3 separate regions of the Mus musculus genome follow, and regions 2 and 3 are each linked to region 1. A link is a contact called in public promoter capture Hi-C data. All regions are on one chromosome and are shown on one strand. The core of a region is the stretch at or near the end of the contact, and the rest is flanking DNA. Distances in the headings are between cores, read along the strand shown.

Region 1 (3,103 bases), core at 384-2,883:
AGAGAGAGAGAGAAGCCAGAAACTGAGCTCTGCCTGGGAGGGGCTGCTATTGTAGTCACAGATAAAGAAACCTAGCTCCCGCTGGAGAGGTGTTCTGCAATCAAGAGCACTTCCTGCTTTTTCAGAGGACTCCTGGTTCCCGGAACCACAGTAGTCCTCTGACAGCCTGCGGACACTCCAGATTCAGGCTAGCTCAGTCTGGTCTGACCTATGAGGGCACTGCATGCAGGTGGTGTAATTACATACACAGAGGCATACACGTAAAATAAACACACCAATCTTTAAAAATTGAGCTTTGCAGAGAGTAAAAACTTGCTGAGCAAGCTGCTTCATTCTGGTAGACCTAGATTTACACAACACATAATTTACACACACACACACACACACACACACACACACACACACTTTGCCTAATTTTATTTTATTTACTTATTTAGAGACAGAGTTTCTTTACATATCCCTGGATGTCCTGGAACTCAGTATGTAGACCAGGCTGGCCTGGAACTACTGACGGAGATCCACCTGCCTCAGCCTCCTCAGTGTTGGGACTAAAGGCGTGTGCCTTCTGTTTTGAGGTGGCAGTTTATCTTAATTCCTGCAACAAGAATTCAGGGGTTCTACCACTGAATGCCGACCACAGATTCCTGGACATCTCTGAGGCTAAAACAAAGTGAAAATTCATCCCTCTGCGAATTGTAAAGATGCCTTGCTTTGGGAAATAAATGGCCCAACCCCTCAGCTGGCCCAGATCTCTGGACGCAGTTTCCTTAGATCTTGGTATTTCAAAGCTTGATATTTCTGAAGGGGCTTTGGCTAATAGTGGGATAACCTTACACTCAAGATTAGGAAACTGAAATCCAAAGAGGTGAGTGAAATGGTCCCTGGGTCACTTCATTTGAGAGTAACAGGGCTAGGACACATATCCACGTGCTCATATGGAGGGACTTTAGCCAGGGAGTCTTCATTGCTTCTCCTTAGCTCTCTCTCATAGGTGTGGTCCAGCCCAAGGGTTGCCACCCTGCCCTGGAGAGTAGTGGGAGAGAGCGTGGGTGAGAGGGTTGAACCAGCCCTGATGGAGGTGGGGCTAAGAACTTGGGGCGGGGCTTACGGTTTAAGTACGCTCAGGGCTGTGGGCGGGGCTTGAGGTACAGCAAATAGGATGATCATAGGTTCCCCGGGTCTTCAGGAAATCCGAGCGGGGATTTGCGGCGCTCAACTGGGGGAAGCTAGGTTTTGGGGGCGGGGGGAAACCAAGCCCTGCTCACGGACTCGGTGGGCAGTTAGATGCGCTCAAACGACCATCCTCATAGAGAGGCTCTGCAGGGCCGTGGGTGGAGCTTAAGAACGCCCGCTCTGGTTCTAAAGACCTGGGTGGGGCTGGAAGGAGCCCGTGGGCGTGGCCACCCGGCCATTCAAGTGCCCCGGAAAGCGGGCGTGGGCTCCGAGTCTCCTTGCACCTCCCCGCGCCACCACAGGGGGCGCTCTAAGGAGAGCCGGGCATCTAACCGGGACCTTCCGGAAGTGGGCGTGGTGAAGCGTGGTTCGGCGGCGCTGGTTGGGCGCGGCCCCGGCGCGGGGGCGGGGCCCGCGCGCGCGAAGGCCTGGGCAGCGGCGGCCGCGCCCCTCCCCCGCGCGGCGCTCAGTGCCAGGCGGGAGGCGGCAGCGGTTGGAGGCTTCGCGGGGCTTTGCAGCAGGGACTTCGGCGGCGCCTCAGGCACCCGGGCTCTGGTAAGCAGCGCGCGCTCAGGACGGGGCAGCTCCGGAGCGAGCCCGGGGCGGGCGGGCCGGCCTCCGGGACCCCGCGTGTGAAGCTCTCGGCTGACAGGAGCCGGCGGCGCCGAGTGGTGCGGGGCGCACGCGCATGCCCCGGGCGCTGCGGCTGGGGAATGGCCGTCTGCGGGCAGCCGTGGGCCCGGCAGCCGTGAGGCGGTGTCTGAGCGCTGCGAAGAGCCTGCGGCCGAGCGCTCACGTGGGGCTGGGTCCGCGGGGGACCCCCGGTGTGCGGGGCGCGCCCGGGCGGGGCTCCGCCTGGCTCGCAGTGCATGGCCTCCTGGACCCTGAAGACCTGGGGCGGGGGCGGGCTGCAGTGGCGTGGCCTGGAGGAGGAACCCTGTCCCGGGTGCGGAACCTAGTGACCCGCGGGGCAGGTGGGGCTCAGCCGCGCCGAGATGGCTAGGATGACATCAGAGGTGGAGGGTGGGGACGCCCAGCCCAGCTCTGCCGCCGGTCCCCCGGCGGGCGTACGCACAGCAGCCCTATCTATCTCCAGTGATGTGAATGAGCTGGGGGGAAGTAGCCGGCTGCAGGGCTTTCGGAGAAGAAAGGGGCTTCCTCCCGGAGGGAGGTGCCGGCCCCGACGTCCTTTTTTGGGAGTGTTCAAAGGGTTTTTTTTTGCAGGCTGGAAAAGGAAATGCAGGCTTTCTCTCCGTCGTGGTTTAGAATCACATCCTATATTTGGCCTTCATGTAGGCTGCCCTTGTTTTGTGGTGTCAGAACGGCTTGCTCTACACATTTCGGTCGTGGGATTCAGAGTGAGAAGCAAATTGCAAGTTGTTCGTCTCTCCCGGAATTGCTTCCTGTAAGCATTTGAAAGAGAATTGACCGCAGAGCGTGCTTATTCGCAGGGCCACAATATGTTTAGTTTTGGAAATGGTTGGCACGAAATAATTGTACTCCCATCCCGTGGCCTTCCCTACCGGGATTATATTCTAAAACAGTACTTGCGAGGCTCTTAGTCACCCTATATAATAAAGCGTCTTATTGTCCTTGTCTGGCAGCACCCTGACACCAGGGCCTGCTAGTAGAGGGAAGAACATGATGAAGTACAAGTAGTTGCTTCCTGCCTCCTTCTCGGGTGTGAAGGCAAATGGTAGTTCATATTCCTGTCTGTCCGCAGCTTCAGAGCAGCTGAACACAGTGCTTGGTTCTGGACATGTTAGAGAACACTGACCTAGGGAGACTTGGGGAGTGTGTGTCACACGCAGTGATGTTTGGATAGCCAGCCTGACATTAAACATCGAATCTAGGCGGCGGTTACATATTGTACTGGCTGGTTTTCTGTCTAGCTTGACACAAGCCAGAGTCATCAGAGAGGAGGAAGCCT
Region 2 (3,103 bases), core at 371-2,870, 190 kb before region 1:
TACTTAATTAGGGTTTTGTTGTTGTTGTTGTTGTTGTTGCTCAGGCTGGCTCTGAACTCAAGAGTCCTCCTGGCTCATGAGCAATTCGTGACAGAGCGGTGGCACCAGGCCTGGCTTTAAAAATGGATTTCTCTTTGAGAATACGAAACAATACCACAAGAGGACATCTATATGTTCATACGATTAAAGATTTCTTCGTTCCAGGCTAGACTTGAAGGTGGACACTATTCTTTTTTCCCACAATTAAGAAAACTGCAGCAGTAATTCAAAACACAATTTTATACAAAGTTCTGTATCTCCAAGTAAGGCAACCCACACATACGTGCAACGTGTGTGTAACATGTACCCACATATATGTTGCATGTGGACATGTGTGTAATACGTTCTTACCTAATGCTTGGACTATATGAAGTTGATCACCTCCCCTGGTACCAGGGACTGACCCTAGCTAGGGCCTTATGCAGGACAGACAAATGCTCTACCACTAAGATCTGTCCCCCTAATTCTGCCTGCATGAATATTGGTCTCAGCTGAATAAACACTCCCTGAAAAGGATCACTAGTGACAACAGCAATCGTCAGACAACGGCCAGCATTCTCCGATGTCACAGCTAATTACCAGTTTCAAATCTTTTTGTTCTTCCAGGGTGAGTCCATAGAATGTGCACAGACCTTGGCTTAAAAAGCAGTCAGCGGGAGAAGGAGGGGGCCAGTTACAGCACACCTGCTCGGCACACACTCAACGAGGGAAACCGAGGCATGGTGTTGATTGACTAGTTCTTCTGCAGAACCGTACCATGAAGACGGTACGTGAGCCTGAGGGTGAGATTAAGCTGGCCACCAGCCCTGCTCTCAGGTCAGCTGTTAGGCCGCAAGGCCCAATCAAGCCTTCCTTCCCACCTGGTAAAATAGGGCCGCTGGGCGGAATAAACACGGGGTGGGGGGCTTCAGAGCCGGATAAGATGCTGTTAGACCTGCCCCGGTATCCAAGGTAGCCAACCCAAGCAACAGGTCCCAGCAGTCAGGGTGAGCAACGGGGGTGTGGCCCCAGGCCTTGGGAAGATCAACCGGGCTGGGGTGCAGACGGGGGTCCTAGCAGGAACGAAGAGCCTGGAATTGTCACAGCCTGGGGAGCTCAGCGGCTGGGAGCCTTCGGAAGCTTGGGAACCGGAGCGGTTTGGGATGCAGAAGTGAGAATCTCCAGCATGGCAGAGGTGGGAGACCGGCATCTGACAAACTGCGGGGGAGCAGCGGCGTGCAGATTGTGTGCCCGGAGCCCGAGTCTGGGGTCACCGCGAGGGGCTGCGGGGCGTCGCAGGCCGCGGCCACAGCAGGGACGAGGAGGCGACGCCGGGCCGCGGCCTCCGCCTCGGCCGGGTCCGCGCAGGCCTGGAGGCCCTGCGGCCGCCACCGCCACCCCGCACCCCCACCCACTCACCTGACGGCCGCCCCGGTGCGCAGGAAGCGCTGCAGGGCCTTGTCGGCCGCCGTCCTCGCCGCCTGCGCCCGGGAACTTAGCATCGCGCTCGCTGCCGCCGCCGCTACCGCTGCCGCCGCCGCCCCCCGCTCGCCCGCCCGCCGCAGCGGAATGAGGAGCCCAAGACAGGAGGCTCGCAAAGTGGAGGAACCCGCGGTGGCGACCCCGCTTCGGCGGAGGGGGGAAGAAGCCAGGAGGACGGACCGGAAGTTAGTCACACCGGACTGAAATAGTGAACGGACGACCCCTCCCCGGTTCCTTTGCTCCTAGCAACCGCAGCCTGATTCGTTGCTAAGGGAGGTTTCCCGGGGCCCGGGGACCACTTCGGAAGCTATGAGCCTTCGCATTTGCTCCGCCTCCAGGACGGAGCTTGGTTCATGTGGAAAGGCTGTTATTAAACTGGAAAATTTAAAAATAGATGGCTCTAGCTTTGATTTTTTAAAATGTGGGGTTAGCAAGATGGCTCTGTAGGTAAAAACAGCTGCCCCCAAATCTCACACCCTGAGTTCAGTGCCCAGAACCATACAGTAGAAGAGAACCAAAGTTATCAGGACCTTCCTATGTGTGCTGTGGTGCGCAACACACACACACGCGCGCGCGCACAAACACATGCACACATACACATGCATATGCCTGCACTTACACTCGTATATGCACACACATACACCTGCACACACGCATGCACATTTATACATAGATGCACACTTCACAATACACACACATGCATATGTGCACACATGCACACGCACACACACACGTATATATATACACATGCACACTACACATACGCACACATATGCACAGTATATATACCCATACACGTATACACATACATGCATGCATTCACATGCACACAGCACACATATACACGCGTGCACACACACACACCTATAAACATACAGATACATACAAATACATGCAAACACATGCACATACACTTGCATGCACATGTGCACACATATATACACATGCATACACAAGTGCACAGACACACAAATGCAATAAATTAAAATGCAGTGTCTTAGAAATCTGTTTCTATTAGGTTTATACAAAGTCCTAAACAGTCCCACACAAATGTTTGTGAATTCACTCTTTAAAACAGCAAAACATGGAAACAAACTAGATATTTATCAGCTGCAAATCTCCCTCTGTCATACATACAATAAAAAAGGTGTTAGAATTTTTAGATTCCTCTCTTGTGTGGGCATGCTGCTGTATGTGCTGCAGATCTTTATACCATTTCTCTTCTCAAAGCCGAACTGTGTGTGTTGAGTAACTCCCCCTTCCTGTCTTCTGTTCTAGTAATTTCCATTCTATTTCTATTCCTGTGAGGTTGAGGTTGGCTGTCTCAGGACAGGAGTCGCTCAGAGTTCTTTGGTGACTGTCTTAGCTCACTTGGCATAAAGTCTTTTTTTACAGGAAAGTAATATTCCATTGTAAGTACTAGTTTCTCTCTCCTGTCCATGTCTCAATGGACATTCAGGTTGTTTCCACTTCTTGGCAATAAACTCGGGCACATAACCCTCTCTTTCTGGTCTTGTTTTCAGCCCTTCCAGATATATATCAAGTAATGAGATTATAGATTTATATGCTAATTCTTTTTTTTTAGACACTTCTAGATTGTTTT
Region 3 (3,103 bases), core at 444-2,943, 170 kb after region 1:
TCGAGGGTGAGCACCCACCCACACTCAGCTTCCCTGAGTTCCTGGACCGCTCTCCAGTCCCATCCCCAGTGGTTTCTGGCCAGAGGGAGCACTGTTCTCAGGTGCTCTTCCTTGAACCACCCCCATGTAGATCTGAGGTGCAGCTCAGGGCCCACCCTTTGTGTGTCTCCCTCCAAATGCTGGGACACCCGTTCTCAGTCACTCATCAGACTGGAGTTCCGGACTGTCTCATTCACTGGGACGCCCTCATGCTTACACACACACAAACTGACAAGGCCAACCAAGTTGGCCAGCACACTCACCTGGAGACGCCGTAGTCTTGACTGTCAGCAGCCCTGCATCCCTGGAGGAGACACTGAGCTCTGTGCATAGGCTGGTGCACTTGGGGACCACAGGCTGTGCCCTGTCCAGTTTGCTCCTGAGCAGGTGGAAACCTCTGAGCACAGCCAGGCAATGCTCTTCCACAACTCCCAGCGGCAGCAGCAGAGCCAGCAGCGACCCCAGAGCCATGCTCAGCAGCGCCATCCACAGGAAACGGCCCCAGACGGAGACCCATTTGGGTTCGGCCACTGCCACCACCGACGCCATTGGCATGAGTATCATCTGGACTGAGGGCTGGGCCCAGAGCACTCGACACAGAGGAAAAGCTGGACCCTGCAAGGAACCAAGCATTGTAAAAGAATGAGGCAGTGGGAGTGGACCCGTTCCCAGATGGAGAGACCAGACACAGAATCGTCACACTTTCTAATTCATTAGGGACCACGGAAATGGGGGAGGGGTCTCATGGTGCAGGGCCAGCCTGGGAAGATTCATCCTAACCCATAGCTCCTCCGGGGTAGAGTGATAGGACTCTAATGCATTTATATATATTAACTTTCATAATCTCAGCCTACAACCCCAGGAGGTGATGTTTCCACACCGCCCTCCCCAGAGGAGATGCAATCAGAACTCAGAAAAGTGAAGTCGGGGACTTTTCAGCCCCCCTCTTAGTCCACTAGTCCACCACAAGCGACTATTGCCACAGGACACCTAGTGTTTGGGCTGTAACTCCTGCATACGCCCCTGGACACACACCACAATCTTCGATAAGGACAAATGTCTGGTGTCCTGATGTTACCATATGAATACCGACAGCCTCGGTGACCAATGTTGTGTCCCTTCTGCCCTTCCTTCCCTGGCTTGTCCATCATAGACAGGGAAACCCAAGGCCTGGCCAACAACAGTGGGTGATGATGCCCTACCTCAGCGAGGGCGAACACAAGCTTGGGGGCTGGCGGGGGATGGGGGGGGGGAGCGAGGGATCAGGTATGCAAATGCCATCTTGCCAACAATAAGCATTTATTGGGCAACTATGGTGTGCCGGACACTGCGCTGCCGGCCAGCCTTGCACGCTGTCAGCCCCCTTGCGAAGAGCGAGCAAGCTACCTGTAGCTCCCGGTTTACAGATGAGGGATGACGCCGTTCTGACAGGCGGCGCCGGAGCTCCGGGGCCTGACCCGCCACGTCATCACTTCGCGCGGCCTGTGCAGCGGCTCGAGCCCAGCAGACTTCGGCTTACTCCCGAAGCGGGGGGTGGGGTGGGGGGTGGAATGAGGCTGCCGCGAGCTCCCGCTACGAACCGGCCCAGGGCTCGTGCCCGCCTCCAGCATCCAAACCCGCGCGGCCGTTCCCCGCAGCCGCGGTCGCAGGCCCCGCCCCCACCACCTCGCCCCGCTCCCGTCGCCTCGCCATTGGACGGACGGCCGCCCTTGCCGCGGCGGATTGGCTGTCTCGACTTGTCCATCCGCCGCGCTTCCGGGTTCTAGAGCTAGCTAGAGCATCCCCCCGGGAAAGGCGCGCCGTGTGCCGCTTCCATTGGCTGTCGCTTGTGTGCATGGGGCGGGGTCGAGGCCACCGGCTAGGGCGAGCATTTGCGTCCTGTTTTCCCGTCCCAGCATCTGCTACCTTCCTGGGCCTCCACCTAGGCTCTGTGTGCTTCAGTTTCTCTGGTGTGCAATGGCAGTAGCCACATCACCAAACGTTTCCCACTTCTTAGTCCCGGTTTCACCGTTTGTCCCTTTTCTTTACCCCCTTTCTTGTCCTCTCTAATCTACTTTTGTTTTTGAGATGGCTTCGCACCGTGTAGACCAGGCCTGGCTAGGAATTAATTCACGGTGTAGCCCAGGTTGGTCGGGACTTACTGTGTAGCCCGAGCTGGCTTAGTATTCAACCCGGGTCATTTTGAGCCAACATGCCCTCCTGACCTTTTTTAGTTTGCATTCTCTGGAGCGGCTGGCTATGGCTTTTTGTTTACCAAATTAAGTTTTCTTTGGTGCAGAGGGCAGGGCTCCCATCTCAACCCACAAATATTGAACCGGAAGCTCCCAGGGCCTGCTTTGAGAGGTTACTGGGCACACTCTGGAGTCAGACGGCCCACAGATTCAGATTTTTGCCCTCAGTCTCTTGTGATCTTGGATCAGTTTTCTCAACGGCAGAATGGGACAACAGCTCACATCTCTTAATTAAAAAAAAAAAAAAAAGTTCGTGTGCGCGCACGTGCACAGAGATCAGTTTGCAAACCTGGGCTTTCTCCTTCTACCATATGGGTTTGTGGATTGAACGCAGGTCACCAAGTTTGGCTCCTACCTGCCTTAGCCCTCAGGTTCTGGATTTGGGACTCTTTTCATGGAGCCACACAGCCCTGGGTTCGCATCCCAGCTCTGCCACTAGCAGACTGACTTGGTGGTGTCAATCTACTTTACTGATCTGTCACCTGCAGGTAGCTTAAATTGGTCTGGGACTCACTGTATAGGCCAGGCTAGCCCCAACCTCCCGCCTCTGCCTCTGCCTTCTGAGTGCTGGGATTAGAGGCATATACCACCAAATCCGGTTTCAGCCTGCTTTCTTATAGAACCCCCTGACCAGCCCAGGGATGGCTCCACCCACAATGGGCGGGGCCTTCCCCCATCAATCATTAATTAAGAAAATGCCCTACAGTTGGATCTTATGGAAACATTGTTCTCAATTGAAGTTCCTTTCCCTCCAGATAACGCTAGTGCGGTGATTCTCAACCTGTGGGCCATGACCCCACAGGGCTCTCATATTAGCTATTTACATTACATTA

The links. Promoter capture Hi-C pulls out the DNA fragments that hold promoters and counts their contacts.
Region 2: a promoter capture Hi-C map of pre-B cells shows a contact between it and region 1, with 5 times the contacts expected there. The contact joins the promoter of Usp30 here to the promoter of Coro1c in region 1. A contact is called at or near these places in 2 of 39 promoter capture datasets (the 3T3-L1 cell line and pre-B cells), 1 of 484 Hi-C or Micro-C datasets (CD4 T cells), 3 of 115 datasets of contacts at active chromatin or transcription factors (bone marrow-derived macrophages, memory CD8 T cells and pancreatic cancer cells) and 3 of 9 other capture datasets (adipose tissue, liver and pancreatic islet).
Region 3: a contact with region 1 is called in a promoter capture Hi-C map of pre-B cells, with 3 times the contacts expected there. The contact joins the promoter of Ficd here to the promoter of Coro1c in region 1. A contact is called at or near these places in 1 of 39 promoter capture datasets (pre-B cells), 2 of 484 Hi-C or Micro-C datasets (embryonic stem cells and pre-B cells) and 3 of 9 other capture datasets (adipose tissue, liver and pancreatic islet).

Annotation. Positions count from the first base shown.
Region 1 is chr5:113,907,236-113,910,338 of GRCm38.p6, reverse strand. Coro1c (coronin, actin binding protein 1C) reads left to right here and starts at 1,633. Exons shown (of 11, transcript NM_011779.3): 1 at 1,633-1,728.
Region 2 is chr5:114,098,850-114,101,952 of GRCm38.p6, reverse strand. Usp30 (ubiquitin specific peptidase 30) reads right to left here and starts at 1,620. Exons shown (of 13, transcript NM_001033202.3): 1 at 1,438-1,620. The coding sequence starts at 1,520.
Region 3 is chr5:113,734,372-113,737,474 of GRCm38.p6, reverse strand. It overlaps Ficd (FIC domain containing), which reads right to left and starts at 1,693. Exons shown (of 3, transcript NM_001010825.3): 1 at 1,426-1,693; 2 at 303-654. The coding sequence starts at 603.